Linked DNA regions of Sus scrofa: region 1 is linked to region 2. The links are chromatin contacts, called in public Hi-C maps. All regions are on one chromosome and are shown on one strand. Each heading gives the region's core, a stretch centred on a gene start, on an enhancer-like site or on the middle of the called end of the contact. The rest is flanking DNA. Distances are from core to core; before and after follow the strand shown. Region 1 has its middle 150 kb from the start of ZFP36L2. Region 2 overlaps LOC106509841 (a long non-coding RNA gene).

Region 1 (7,598 bases), core at 73-2,572, 90 kb after region 2:
GCTCCACGAGGGGCCGGACAGGATGAAGGAGCATCCTGGCCTCCAGGAGGACTGGGGCCTGACTGCAGGGAGAGACAGGAGTCCCAGTGGGACCCGGGGTGGGGTGGGGGCTGGGTGAGCCTTTTGCCACCGCCCTCCCCACCCCTACCCCCAAGGCCACCTGACTCCCAGGGGGAGCTGCTGAGAGGTCCGTATCTGGAGGTGTTTAGGGGGTGTTGAGTGGGAACAATGTGTCAAGAAGAGAGAGCTCTGCATCTGACCACAGTGACCGCATCACAGAAATTCCTTAACCTCTTGGAATCTCATTTCTAAAATGGAGATGATACGGCACAGGCGCACGTGCGCACACGCCACCACCATCACCGCCAAGAACAACGCATTTCCAGAGCAAAGTTTTGTTTTTTTTTTTTTGTCTTTTGTCTTTTTGTCTTTTGTTGTTGTTGTTGTTGCTATTTCTTAGGCCGCTCCCGCGGCATATGGAGGTTCCCAGGCTAGGGGTTGAATCGGAGCTGTAGCCACCGGCCTACGCCAGAGCCACAGCAACGCGGGATCCAAGCCGCATCTGCAACCTACACCACAGCTCACGGCAACGCCGGATCGTTAACCCACTGAGCAAGGGCAGGGACCGAACCTGCAACCTCATGGTTCCTAGTCAGATTCGTTAACCACTGCGCCACGATGGGAACTCCCCAGAGCAAAGTTTTTTGGCTTGGAAAGTTCTTTGATCTGTTAGCCGGTCCTGTGACAAGAAGAGGAGCTAGAAGAGAAGGTATTTCCCAAACCTAATTGGTCTCCCAGCCCCTTTCTGGAAATAGGAGCCTCTCTTGGAGGGAATGATCAATTCAATAGTCCTTTGCCCTGGCCGGCTGCACAGTAGAATATCCCAGAGCCTAAACATAAATGAATAAATATGGCATGACCTTACTTCAGAGTCATGGAATCCTCGTGGGGCCCAGAGGCTGTAGCGCTTTAAGGCGCAGATGATTCTCACCAGCAGGTAGGATCGAGGGATTGAGGTCCATGGCATTGGATTTAATGGAAAACCCACAGACATGCCTCCCTTTCCCCACAGACACAAGATGCTGACCCCCTCGGACGCACATCTAGATGTCTCCAGCGCCTGGCAGGGCTCAGTGGAGAAGGTCACTACATTGAATGGAGGCTCAGGCTCCTGCCTCCCAGGGCCCTTGCGTTCCTCAGCCTCCGCTGCCTTTGGGGCGCCTTCACAGCCATGGTGGCTGGGCAGCCACTGTGTGTGCGCTGGCCCTGACCTTAGCAGCGTCGCCAGCCTGGCACGGCCAGGGTCCCCCTCACAGGTCTGGTGTGTAGCTGGCTGGAGGCCCAGAATCTGTCGGCAGCTTCATTGAGATGCTGCCCCAGCTCTGCCCTAGTTCAACTTTCAGAGCCCTCGGCACCCACCCGGGCTTCCCCCTGCTCCCTGTCTCAACTTCTGGGGGCCCAGGTCGGGTGGGGGCCTGTCTCCTAGTGCTGACTGGTTGAGGTAGGATAGAGCCAGCTGGACCATGCAGCTGTGGGGAGGGCCTGGGCAGCCCACCCTGAAGAAGGGACCCTTTCTCAGGTCCACTGACTTAGAGGGGGCTGTTTTTTTTGTAGCTTGCCTCTCCCTGTGAGAGTGCCTTTTTAAACAAATTTTATAATGGCTTTTATTTTCTCCATTACAGCTGGTTTACAGTGTTCTGTCAATTGAGAGTGCCTTTTCTGACACGCAGAAAGGGGCTGTGGGTGTAAAGGGTGGCCTGGCCTGGGTTCTGCCTTCTGGTAGCTTGCGGGTTCAGCCCTAGGACTCCAGCCCAGCCCCACCCCACCATGAAGAGAAGAAGCATCTTCTTCTCCAAAGTCAAGGCCAGCCCAGTAGCCCCACCAAACCCAGAAGGAGAGGGCTGAGCACATGGCTGTGTGGAAAGTGTCTTGGGCTCTCCAGGCGTTTCCTAAGCCCAGAGTCCCTATCATACCCCCCCGGTCAGCAATGTGTCTGTGGGAACAACCAGGAGAGGACTGACAATCACACTTATCTTCCTTGCTTTTGAGATGCCACGACTCTTTAGATTTTCTCTCCCAAACACCTGCTTATACACGTACCACAGCCAGCGTGACATTGCAGGGGGTGGCACAGGTCTATGAACCGCTCCCCCAGGTAGAGACCTCTGCTCCAGAAATACGGGCTCTTGGCTGATGCTCTGGCCCTGCCTCTGCTGCTCTTTCCTCGCCTGCTTCCTGGGCGCCCCCTGTGCTCATCCAGAGACAGGGCTCTTTCTTCCCAGGCAGGACAGCCCAGAATTGGCTGAGGCCAGTCTGTGGGCTGGCACCTAGCTGGCTACCTGGGGGCTCCCCACCTGGAGTGGGGTGACTACAGTGGGTGCGGTGGGCGCTCTGCCCAGATCCCTTTACCAGCTGCTGTGAGACTTGCCGCTAAGGCTCACTGCACCCCCTTCTCTGGAGAACTGTCCTGGCACGTCCCAGGCACCCCCATCCCCCCGCCCCCAGCCTGTAGCGGGTGATCGACGCAGAACCTCGCAGGCTGGGCCAGGGCTGTGTTATAAGTCATCTCCAGAGCCCTTGGGATCAGGCTGGAGCCGGAGGCCACCACATCCTTGCTGCGGTCCTCCTCTGTCCACCCTGCTTCCCTCACTGCCTTGCTCCCCGGGCACTCCCCCAGTTCAGCATTCTCACAGGGATCACCCCTTCAGGCTCTGCTTCTCAGAACCTAACCTGAGACACAGGCTTGGCCTACAAGAACTCTGAGGGCCCCTGGCTCCAGACGTGTGTGGCTATGGGGCAAGGAGGAAGCGGTCATTGTCTGTGGCGGCTCAGAGCAGACAGAGGATGGCGGAGGTTGGAGCCTGAGCTGGGGGCTCCAGTCTGGGCAGAGAAGGAAGGCCAGGGTCGGGGCTGCTCAGCCTGCCTCTGTCCTCCCGTTCCTCGGCCCCCACCCTGAGCCTGGCCTCTGGGAGCCACACATTATTCATCCTGCCTTCTCCATGTGGCCACTGAGGACAGAGAGTCACTCTTCTCAGGGCCTCAGTGTCCCATGGAACCGAGGGCCTCTGCAGACACCTTGTCCCTGCCCCATGTGCATGTGTGTGCATGCGTGTGCGTGTGCTTGTGTGTGTGTGACAGAAGCCAGACCCTCGGCAGGAAAGAACCTGGGGAGATTGAGTACTGGGTCTTCCTGTGGCGTGGAGAAAGGGGTTGACTGGTGGCGGGAGCAGCTGGCCTGACCCACACAGCTGGCAGCTGAATTGTGAATTTGGGGAAGCAGGCTTCCTGCAAACTTCCTTCCCCTTTCCCACTAGGAGGAAGGAGTCTCATAACTTCCCTCCCTCGTGCTGACTCTGCTGCTCCCTGGGTGGATGGGCAGGTGGGGCAGCATCGAGCACAAAGGCAGGAGTACGAAGCATTTTGGGCACTGTCGTTGGCCAAGGTGGGGCCTGCTTGGGGCTCTTCACATCGCATCATGTAGACCCGGCCCTGATCTCAAAGAAGAGGGAAAGGCCTTTGACGCTTGGGTCTTTCTGCTGTGCTCCCCCGCGGCCCTGCACACACAGCTGCCTGCTTGCCTGGCACGACAGCCTGGGGGCACTGCGGGAGCAAAATCTGGAAGGGAATCAGCGCCCAGGTGACGGGCTGAGGAGGAGGAACTGCTGGGTGTTCTGCTCACCCGCTGATGTCCCATGTCTGACTGGCCTGCATCAGCACTCCTGGGCCTGTGCAGCTGGTCCCTTATGTGCTCAGCCTGTGGGAGGCCACCGGCACCAGAGGACACTCTGGCCGCAGCAGGTGGAAGGAGGGTGGTGGCCCAGCGCCTGGCCCTGGGGGCTGTGGCCATTGTGCTTGCAGCCTGTTTATCCTAAACCTTCCTTCCTTTCACTGCTGGGAGCCAGGAAAGCCTCAGCTCTGTGGGCTCCAGGGTGGGGACTGTGCACGTTTAAACTGTGGGGTTTGTGAAAACCTCATAGTCACACACGTGTGATCAGTGTTGGGGGAGCCAATGTAGACTTTTTGGGGACAGCTTAGTTAAAGATGTTTGTAGCTTCTGACTCAGCAATCCACGCCTGGGAATTGATCCTAAGGAAACAATTCTAAGTTCACACAAGGTGTGTGTATAAAGTCGCTTATCTAGCCTGATTTAGAACTGATTCCGGGCAATGGGAGACTGGAACGTTCACACAATGGAGAACTTGGCAGCCATTTACATGGTGATGGAATTATCAATAAAGCGACCGTGAACATTCTGGTACATGTGTTTTGGCAGGCATAAACACGTCTTTCTCTTGGGTTTGTACCCAAGATGGAATTTCTGGGTCAAAGAGTGATGTATGTGCAACTTGAGCCAATGCTGCTGAACAGTGACTGTTCCAACACCCCTGCCCCCACCAGGTGGAGCTTCATTTGCTCCACCATCTTCACATGGATTGTCAGCCTGTTTCATTTTGGCTTTTCTAGGAAATGTGTAAAGGTGTCGCCTTGTGGTTTTCATCTGCATTTCTGAATATATGTCAACAGGAAAATGGATAAACACATTGTAGTATATTTGTAAGGTGGAAAATTACACAGCAGTGAAAAAGAATGAACTACTGAGTCATGTGATGACATGGATGTAACTCCAAAAAACATGGCTCAGAGGGGAAGAAGCCAAACACAGGAGAGTATACGTACTGTGTGACTCTATTTAGATGCAAATCCCAAGCAGGCAAAACCATCTAAAATGAGAGCAGTCAGAACAATTTTCTATGAGGGTGGGGAAGCCCTAGGAAAGAGACGAGGGAAGCTTCCGAGTGTTGGAAATGTTCCATACTTTGATCTGGATGGTGGTTAAATAAGTGGATGTCTACGTAAAATCTTATCAAGCTGAATAATTTTGCATTTTGTTGTCTCTAATACACTTGTATTGAACTTTAAAAAATAGTTTGCCAAAAAAGAAAGAAAATAATGCAGATCTATGTTGATTAACATAGAATTATGTTTAAAATATAGTAACCATAAAAATCTGGTTGCAAAATTCTGTGGACATTTGGGGCTTCATTCATAAACATTTCCTTGGTGAAAGTCTAATGGATCTCATTTTAAGCTAACGTAAAATATTGAATAATGGAGTTCCCGTCATGTCTTAACAGAAACAAATCTGAGTAGCATCCATAAGGATGTGGGTTCGATCCCTGGCCTCGCTCAGGGGGTTAAGGATCTAGTGTTGCTGTGAGCTATGGTGTAGGTCACAGAAATAGGCTCAGATCCTTTGTTGCTGCGGCTGTGGCATAGGCCAGCGGCTACAGCTCCGATTTGACCCCTAGCCTGGGAACCTCCATATGCTGTGGGTGGGCTTAACAAAAAGACAAAAAAGTATTGAATAACAGTTTTTGAAAAGGATTGAAAGAGCACAGGCAGCATTGTATAGACATAATAAATAACTCAATTGTACACTGATGAGGAAACCAAGTACCACATTTTGAAGGACTGAAAACATATCCTGTGTCCACTGGGCCATGAATATGGGCCCTGAAGGAAGGAATATCTGTAAATTATATAAAAAGGAAACAGAAATTTGGAGTATCTTTTTCCTTCGTTTTCTTCCTCACTTCCTCCTCCTTCATTTTTTTTTTTTTTTTTTTTAAGGCTGCACCCAAGGAAGTTCTTGGGCCAGGGATCGAACCCACACCACAGCAGCAACCAGCTGTGTGTGACAATGCCAGATCCTTAACCCACTGAGCCACAGAGGAACTCTTCTTCTTCCTCTTCTCTTGCTCCTTTTCCTCATCCTCCAGCCAGTTCTAGCAGGGAAGCCTCTGATTCTCTCTTCTGTGGCTGAGAATCTTGGTAAAGGGAAGAAAGAAGTGATTTAAACTCAGACTAGGATACTCGTTCTGATGCTGCCACTTCCTGGAAGGCTGACCTTGTGATACTCGCTTGTTCCCTCTAAGCCTCAGTTTCATCAGCTGTCAAATGGGGATAATGCCTGTCAGGCTGGACGGCTGACGGGATCAAGGCAGCAAAGGATTGAAGACATGGCAATAATTGCCAAGGAACCCCAAACCTCTAAAGTAGGAAGGTCCTTGCCAAGGTGGAGGAGGCACAGAAGAGACTTTCATGTCGGGTGGTCCTGGGTTCGAGTCCCAAGGACATCGCTTACTGTGTGGCCTCGGGCATGGGGTTTAGCTTTTATGAGCCTTGGTAGGTTGTCTTTAAAACACAGATTGAAGACAGTGTCTCGAACACAGAGCTGGCCAGGATGCTGAAGGAGATCACGTTTGTAAAACAAGTAGTGTAGCGAGAGTCTGGATGGAGGAAATGCTCGGGAAACAAAGCAGCAGCAAGCAGATGGCCACGAGCTGCTCTCAGATCCCCGTATCCTGTTGGCGTTTCCCAAATTACAGCATGGAATCCCCGGGGGCAGAAACATGGAGCCAACTGGATGCTCTCTGTCTGAGGGTGGGAGCTTGTCTCTCCCCTCCAGGGTGGGAATAATGGCCACTCTTGCCACTCTGCTGCCCCCACACTGGTCTTGGCTCTGCAATGAGTCCACCGGAGCCACCAAGCCTCACCCCGATGTGCTTGGGTCCTGAGACGATGGTGCCCATCAATGGCATTTCACGGAGGTCGAGGCTCTTGTAGGGCCGGGGTGCCAGGAGGGTCTCTGGAACCAAGCACAGAGCCTGAACCCCAGCTCAGGGCCTGAGGGGGACTGGTCCAGGAGAGGTCCCATCATCCCTGCCTTGCCCACAAGGAGTGCGACAGGGACTGGTGAGTCATGAGATGGGAGGACCCTGGATGGGAAGCTGAGCACAGAAGAGGCTAAGGAAGAGGCCAGGGGCCTGGAGGACCCTCCCCCAAAGCACATCTTCCCCCCCCGCCGAGGGAAATTCCAGCTGGCCACCTACTGCGTGCCCAGCTCTGCAGCATTTGAGGCAGAACAATGGACGAAAGAGATGCCATCCTCATCTCAAGAAATCTCAGCCTTGGATGGGACAGACAAGTCCCTGGAAATACCAGAAAGCTGTGCACTAACAAGTGTAGGGAGCCACTGATGAGGGTTGCCAAGCTTGCCGTGCTGGGGGCACGCGTGAACCTTATCACAGGCCTCAGACCTGGTTCTCAGGCAGAGGCAGTGACGGGGCGCTCGCCCAGACCGGGCTTGTAAGGGTGGGGGCTGGAAGGCTTGCCCTACAGGAAGTGGCTTCTTAGCCCAGTGGAGGGAGGGCCTGGTCCTCTCCTTTCTCTAGGAAGGTTTCAAGGGGCAACCTGGGATGTGCTCCACATTCCCGGACTTGACAGAGAGTCCCCCTTTCTGAGCTTCCACCCCCACCGTCCCCTCGTCTCACTCTGCCCCATCCCCCTTTTATAACATTTCTAAGCAGAAAGGACACTGGAGCTGCCCTGTGCACCGAGGCCAGGAAGCGGATAAGTCAAGGGACTCATCCAAGGTCGCCCAGCTGGTCCTGGCTGAGCCTGGAGACCTAGACCTTCTTGGTTCCAATCCAACCTGCTTCCGCCATGTGCTCCGGTGGGGAGAGCTGGTGGGCTCACTAGGCTGGACTTGGGGCTCTGGGGTTGAGAGACGATAAAGACAGTCCTTAAACGCCCGT
Region 2 (7,459 bases), core at 2,690-5,189:
TCGACCTAAGAACGTCGTTGTCGTCACCATCCTCCACTCTGTGGCCTGGGAAACGTTTCCAAAACAGGGCTCTGGGAAAGTCACACCGCTGCTCCCCAACCCGCCGCGGCTCCCTGCTGCGCTCTCCACGAGGTCCCGTGGTCTGGCCCACTCCTTTGAGCCCCACCCGAAACTTTCCAGCATTGTCTCTGGCTATAGCCATTCACCCATTCACGTTCCCAGGCTTCTCGGCTGTGCCTGACTGTTTCCTGCCATTTCCTGCCTCTTGGATTTTGCTCAAGCATTTGTCTGGAATGTCCTTTCCCAGTGTGTCCCCCTGCCTGCCTGAGGCTTACCCTTCCCCAGACCTTCTCCCTCTGGCCCTGGTGTCCCTGCGGAAAATGAGCCCTGGGGAGGGTCCCTGGGGTTGATGTGATCTGGTTTGAATGACAGGACAGGAAAAGATGCTTCCATTAGAGTGTGGATATTTGCTAACATTTGATAAGTAGATTTTCAGTAGTACACGTATATGATTTATGGATACGTATAAATATATTAAGGGTTTGTGCTGACACGTGTTATTTTTTTTTACCGATAGCATTTAATCAAGCAAGTCTGGAGACTTATAGATGTATAGCCTTATAGACTACTGCATGCAGGAGAGGTTTGCCCTTTACTGGCTGTGCGACTCAGGAAAGGTACTAGACCTCTCTGAGTCCAAGTGTTCCTATCTGTAAAATGGAAATGATCTCCCTTCCTACCCCATGGGGTTGTGCAGGCTGGATGAAATAAAACTGTAAAGGAAACGAGGCCTGCAAGATGCATCCTGAGACCCAGCTTGGGGACATCCGGGCTGCTGGTGGGTCCCGATGGCAGAGGTGGAGGAAGGAGGGGAGAAGGGTGGCCCCTATTGATGGGGACTCTGGGGCTTGGGCAGGCCGGGCTGAGACAGTCCCAGTGGTGTTTGATAAAAGGAAGGAGCTCTTTCTGTTCAGTAAATATTATAAGAAAAGCCTGTCTCCAGGGAACGGCTCCCTCCCGTTCCCCGCTTGGGGGCCAAAGTCCCCAAGGGGCCAGTCTGGAGGCTTCTTTTATGTGACTGTAAAGTAATCCAGGGCCTGGCAGGGTCGAGGCTGGGCGGGCACTGACACGCAGGGCGGCATTGATGCGGTCAATGATTACCTTTTATGCCTTGCCATAAAGGCAACCGCCCGGCCCTCCGGACAATGCCCCCTCCAGACAATGCGTCAGGAGGGTGGGTGTACACACACACACACACACACACACACACACACACACACACGGCTGCTGGCAGGGACCAACACACACACACACACACACACACACACACACACACACGGCTGCTGGCAGGGACCAACACACACACACACACACACACACACACACACACACACACACACACGGCTGCTGGCAGGGACCAATCCCTGTCTGAGATCTCTGGGGACATCCTCAAAAGGTGGTCCCTGGAGCCTTGGTTCAGGAGCTAAAGGGGTTTGGGTGGCCGAAAATGGGACTCAGTGAGGTTCAAGACACAAAAGAGCTACCTCCAGGGTCCTGGATCCTGTTCCAGGTGGGTCTAGGCATGGGGGTGGGGTGGTCACCCAGCCTTAGGTACCAAGTCTCAGTGGGAAGGTGGGTATTCTAGGGCAAGTCAAAGATTCCCATTTTACAGGTGAGGCAGTTGAGGTCTGATGCACAGCGACACGCCCAGTGGCAGAGCTGGGAGTAGGACCCTGGGCCTCTCTGGCAGCACCAGACCCAGGGGGTCCAGGTGGGAACGTCAGGTGTCAGGAAAGGTTTGGGTCACTCCTCAGAGAAAACATCTCCCCCAGGACAGAGGGAGCTGGGAGGGACCTGAGGGCCTGGCCTTGAGGTTAATACCAGGAAGACACCAAGAAGCCATTTCTCTCACATGGCTGTGGGCCACATGTAGGTCCCTTCCCACAGCCTTCTTACCCTGTCCTTGTGGGTACACACCCTGCCCACCTGTAGTGGGGAGGCTGGCTGTAAGGGGGCAGGGCTGGGGCAGAGATGGCCAGATTAATATTCTACCTCTTGGGCTGATAAGGCCCAGGAACTTTGTCCTGGCAGACAGGCTGGAGGAGCAGGGGCTGTAGCCCCTGGTAGGGGGTTCTGGCAGGTTCCGGTGCCTGGGGCATCACTGTGGGGTGCCCGAGACTGGGGGTCAGGACTGGCATCACGTCCTCTCCCAGCTGTGGGGAGGGCTCTGCACTCCCGTCTCGGTGGACATGGTGGGGATCAAACCAAAGACTCCATGAGTTCCCGTTGTTGTGCAGCAGAAATGAAACCAACTAGGAACCATGAGGTGGTAGGTTCGATCCCTGGCCTCGCTCAGTGGGTTAAGGATCCGGCGTTGCTGTGAGCTGTGGTGTGGGTCACAGATGAGGCTTAGATCCTTCGTTGCTGTGGCTGTGGCATAGGCTGGCAGCTACAACTCTGATTCGATCCCTAGCTTGGGAACCTCCATGTGCCGTGGCTGCGGCCCTAAAAAGCAAAACAAACAAACAACCCCCCCCAAAGACTCCACAGGGCATCTCTCGGACAGGTCCGGCTGCTATCTTGAGGAAAGAGGGCTGTTATTCACAGCGGTTATAAATGCTTCGTGGAATCAGAGTGAAGTTGCTTTGAGCTTGAGCCAGAATGCTCCAATCAACCTTTGGCTCTGATAAAGATAAGAGGACCCAAGGTGATAACACACAAACCAGAAACTGTCAACAGGTGCTAATTAGGGCACTGGGTGCTGAGCCGCACCCACTACACCTGACGGAGGGGAGCGGACTCAGGTGGGGAGCCAGGGCCTGATCTGGGTGGGGGAAGATAAAGGCTCACTGCTGTACTTTCGTCTTAATGGCCTTTTTGTCACCTCCTCCATCCAAGGACTTCCCCACGCCCCTCCCCACCCCCATTCCTGCCTACCTGGCATTACATAACGTAAGACGAAAGAACAAAATACATTTGAACGTTGTGTAATAAAACATGATGGGCGTGATGTAACGCGGCGGACAGCGTCCCGAATTGGGAGCCAAGAGTCCCGGACTGTCGTCTTGCTCTGCACGACCTTGAGCCCGTCGTTACGCTGCGAACTCCAGCCACCCCACCCCCCCAACTGCCACAAAATGGGGGGTGTTGATGGGGCAGTTGTAGAGTAATCCCCCCTTGGGGTCCCTGCCAGGTCTAAAGTTCAGGCTTCTCTGCCGCAAAACCCTGCAGTCTGTGAAGCGCACGAAACATGTCGCTGGTGCCATCCCGCCACGCTGGGGTGTGTGTGACACTTGACAGAGGCACAAGTCTATCTGCGGGAGGGGGAGCCGACAGAGGGCTCGGAGGTGAGGACAGGTCTCAGAGCTCCTGGAATCCCTCTCTCTGTCTGAGCCAGAGGTCACCGAGCCTGCTGCCTGCTCTTGGGGCACTCAGGCTATTTTTAACTCGGTGCCCCTTAAATAAACATGGCATCGGGCTGATGGCTGAGTCCCCTCCCCCCCAAGTGGACGCACAAACTGAAGTGGCCACCGAGAAGTGACCCAGGGTGCTGAGCCAGGGCTCCCTGTCTTCAGGTGCACGCTGGGCCCACTCAAGCCAGAGGAGCTCCTGGGGGGACCAGCACCACCCCTGTCGCATGTTCAGCCCGGCACAGATTCTACCTCCCATCAGCAAGGCCCATCCTGAGAGCAGGGCAGGGGCTTGCCACTCTCTTCCTGGGAAAAGAGCTGGACAGGGAGAAATGCAGGGATGGGGTGCAGGGGGGAGACGTGGCCGGAAAGTGGGACGAGGGCCCAGACCGGCCTTCCTCTGGTCAGCTTCCCCAGGCAGCAAAGGGTTACCTGCACGGCCAGCTTGCCGGGCTCAGAGCTGGGCAGTGACTCAGACCTGGGCCCGCCCACCTGCTCTCACGGGGCCAGTGACACAGGAGAAGGGCACACATCAGTGCTCCGGGGCTGAAGTAACAAGCTCAACAGAACTCACTCCAGGGGGCAGGGGCTCTAGGCTAGAGGTCTGCTCGTCCTGTCCCCGGGGGAGGGGGGCACTGGCCAGGGCGAGGGCAGGGGCGCTCAGGAACGGGGGAGTCCCAGGAAGGTGGTACCCAAGTGAATGTTGAAATATGGATAGAAACGCATCCCTCTGTCCCTCTGTATGTAGCCTTGCTCAGCTGCAGTTTCCTCACCTGAACAAGGCTGGCTAGTAGTGCTCAGATGCTGAGAGCTGACTCAGGGAGGTGGGAGGGAGGGTGTTTTTCAGGCAGAGCCAATGGGGTATACATGGGGGTAAAGACAGAAGAAAATGAAACACCCCAAACCTAAGCCCTCAGACTGATCCTGGAAAGCGGCGTGGAGCCCAGCTTGTGCCTCTGTGTGCTGGGACGGGAACTGGCTTCGGGAAGATGCGGGGCTGGCCACGCAGCCACTGCCAAGTCCAGCCAGGGAGGGGGCCCATTAGGGCAGAACCAGGAGCAGAAATCCCCAGGGCTTGACCATGGCTTCCCAAGATTGAGTCAGGGGTCAAGGTTTTGCATATGGAGGTTCCCAGGCTAGGGTTCGAATTGGAGCTGTAGCTGCCAGCCTACACCACAGCCACAGCAATGCAAGATCTGAGCCACGTCTGCAACCTACACCACCGCTCACAGCAACACCGGATCCTTAACCCACTGAGTGAGGCCAGGGATTCAACCCGCTTCCTCGTGGATCCTAGTCGGATTCGTTTACCACTGAGCCACAACGGGAACTCTTTGGCTACTTTTATTGTGAGGCTAGTGTAGTGGGGGGAGGCTTTGAAGTGCTGCAGAGGAGGAGTCTAGGGGTATGTGTTTGTGTGCAAGAGAGAGAGGACTGTAGTGCTGAGGCATATTCGAAGGATCGAGTCCCCTCAGCAGCCAGTATCTGTGCCTGTTCTAGGGAGGGAGCCAGAGGCACAGACCCCTTTCCCAGGCCTCTGGTCCTGCTCTCTGGTACCAGGAGGTGTTGGGGCCTCTGCAGGAGAGGCCAGGAGGCCACACCCCACAAGACTGTTCTGGTTCAGCCTGGCACCTGCACTATTTCATCTCTAGTAAGAGTGTGGCTGAATGTGAATGGGGGTGCGTGTGTGTGTGTGTGTGTGTGTGTACGCACATGTGGCATTTCGAGATCAAAGAATGCTTAGAAGTTCCTGCTAAAAGGTCAGGCCAGTGAGGAGTGAGGGCCTGGCCCGTCTCCTCAGGCCCTGGCATAGGACACAGCCTTCCCACCCAAATCTGCTGGGCCTCAGGGGCATCAGAAGCTGACGGGCCTCTGACTCAGGCGGAGCCAGAAGGAGGGGCTGGAAGTGCCAGGCTGAGGAGGGGCAGGTTAGTCATCCGCTGAGCGCAGGCAGGACATTGAGCTTCGGGCGAGAGGCTTTCCTGCCACCGAAACAACAGCCAGGGCTGGGGCCAGGGGTCACCACGCAGGATAGGACGAGCTCTTGGGGTCCCTGAGCAGGAGGACGAGGTCCTGGTGCCTGAGCCCAGGTCCAGGAAGGTCTTTGGGGATTTGCTGCAGCGCTGTGTTGCTGGCAGCTCACGGGCAGGCTGCTCGTCTGTCCGTGCAGAGCGGCGAGCCTCCAGGGGCAGGTCCACAGCACCCAGCACAGGGCTGGGCCCCGCAGGAACACACTCCCTGGTCATGGGGTGGGACTGAGCAGAGCTGAGACAAGAGTGCTGGAGACCCGAACTCCTCTGAGGCCAAGAGGACACACCAGGATGGGGAAGGAGCTGCGAGTGTCCCATCTGCCAAGGCCTCTGCCATGGAGAAGAGGAACGGCCCCGATACCCCAGGGATGCTCCAAGCTTCCTGGCCCCAAGACAGGGACTGTGGGTAGGACCCTCCTCAGCTTATGCCAATTCTGGCTGCACAGGCCCCGTGGAAAATCTCCCCTGAAAGAAGCTGTCTTGGAGCTTTCCAGGAATGCTGGCCCCAGGGGCGGAACTAGGGTGGCAGCCGAGGGGAGAGGCATAGGGTGGTATGTTCCAGAATAGACTTGGATCCAAATACGAGAGCACTGTGTTCCCACAGGCCTGATGCCTGGCTGTGGAGGAACCAGGAGGTCACCGATGTGCCTGGCAGCACCAGGATGAGGCAGACTGTGTGTGTGTGTGTGTGTGTGTGTGTGTGTGTGTGTGTGTGCCAGAGAGAGAGAGAGGCAGGGCTGGGAATGACCTGTAATGTCACATGTCCATGCCTCTGGTGCCAAAGGCAACCAGGACCAAGTAATCTCATGTTTACTTTAAAAAAAAAAAAAACTATAAAAAGAGACATAGTATGGTATAGTGGTTAAAAGTGTGGAACCAGTCTGGGTTTGAATCCGGATTCCTCAAGCCACTCCTGGCTGCTGTGATTTTAGTATATTGGTTCCTCTATCTCTGTGCCTTGGTTTCCACCCCTGTGAAGTGGGCATCAGAATAGTTATCTACCTTGTAGGGTCCCTGCGGGGATTACAAATAAAGTGCTGAGAAAAGAGCCTGACTCGGTGAACCCTGTCCGGGTGTGACTGGCCCTTCTAAAGGAATGAAACTCCATGTCAATCAATCAATCAGTGCCAGCCCAGGCCCAGGCCAGGGTGAGATCTGGCCAACGGAGCCCAAATGGGGCGTGGAAGGGCTGCCAGCGTTAGCACATCCCGAGTCCCCAGACCTGCTGAGTTGGCAGAGGGTCTGCCCTGGGAATGTCCAGCCCTAAATAAAACCCTAGAAAAGTGCCTGGGTTTCCCAAGGTGTTGGTAGGTGGAGGGAACAGGGGGTTAGGAGACCCTGGCTTTAGCTTGAGGTCTCCTTCTGTGGCCTGATAATCTCCCTTGCCCTTGTTGGAGGGCTGGGCCTGGCTGACTGGTCAGTTGTGCATCTTTTCTATGGCAAGTGGAAGCTCAAGGGTGCAGGGCTCCCTCCCTCTATGGGATGGCTGAGACAAATGTGTGCTTGTGGGGTTCAAAGCCCCCAGCCCAGAGTTGCTCCCCTGCTCTGATTAGAATTCCACAGCAGCTAGTCCGCACCAGCCTATTAGGCACTATTTTTTTTTTTTTTTTTTTTGTCTTTTTAGCACCATACCTGCAGCATATGGAAGTTCCCAGGCTAAGGGGTCGAATTGGAGCTACAGCTGCCGGCCTGCACCACAGCCACAACTACTAGGGATCCGAGCCATGTCTGTGAGCTACACCACAGCTCACAGCAATGTAGGATCCTTAACCCACTGAGCAAGGCCAGGGATTGAACCCGCGTCTTCATGGCTACTAGTCGGGTTTGTTAACCACCGAGCCATGATGGGAACTTTAATTATGCACTATTCTTAGCTGATTTATATTCCTAATGATTTCACCCAGCTGGTAAGTTGGTCAGTCAGTCAACAAACATTTAGGCCCTGTTGTGTGTCCCACTGTTAAACTTTAGGTATGCAGAGATCTGTCTTGAATGATAGGTCTGGTATGTGGGGTTCAG

The links. Hi-C and Micro-C count contacts between places; a contact is called where the count stands out from the background.
Region 1: a Hi-C map of fetal heart ventricle shows a contact between it and region 2, with 4 times the contacts expected there. The contact joins two enhancer-like sites. A contact is called at or near these places in 2 of 47 Hi-C or Micro-C datasets (embryonic fibroblasts and fetal heart ventricle) and 1 of 2 datasets of contacts at active chromatin or transcription factors (skeletal muscle).

What each region holds. Positions count from the first base shown.
Region 1 is chr3:97,348,404-97,356,001 of Sscrofa11.1, forward strand. No RefSeq gene overlaps it. Among named protein-coding and RNA genes, the nearest start is that of ZFP36L2, 150 kb to the left of the region's middle. Within about 2 kb of position 1,323, at least 7 of the 83 cell types and tissues checked have an H3K27ac peak or open chromatin away from gene starts, as enhancers often do.
Region 2 is chr3:97,255,797-97,263,255 of Sscrofa11.1, forward strand. All of the region lies in intron 2 of LOC106509841 (a long non-coding RNA gene), which reads left to right. Among named protein-coding and RNA genes, the nearest start is that of ZFP36L2, 59 kb to the left of the region's middle. Within about 2 kb of position 3,940, at least 27 of the 83 cell types and tissues checked have an H3K27ac peak or open chromatin away from gene starts, as enhancers often do.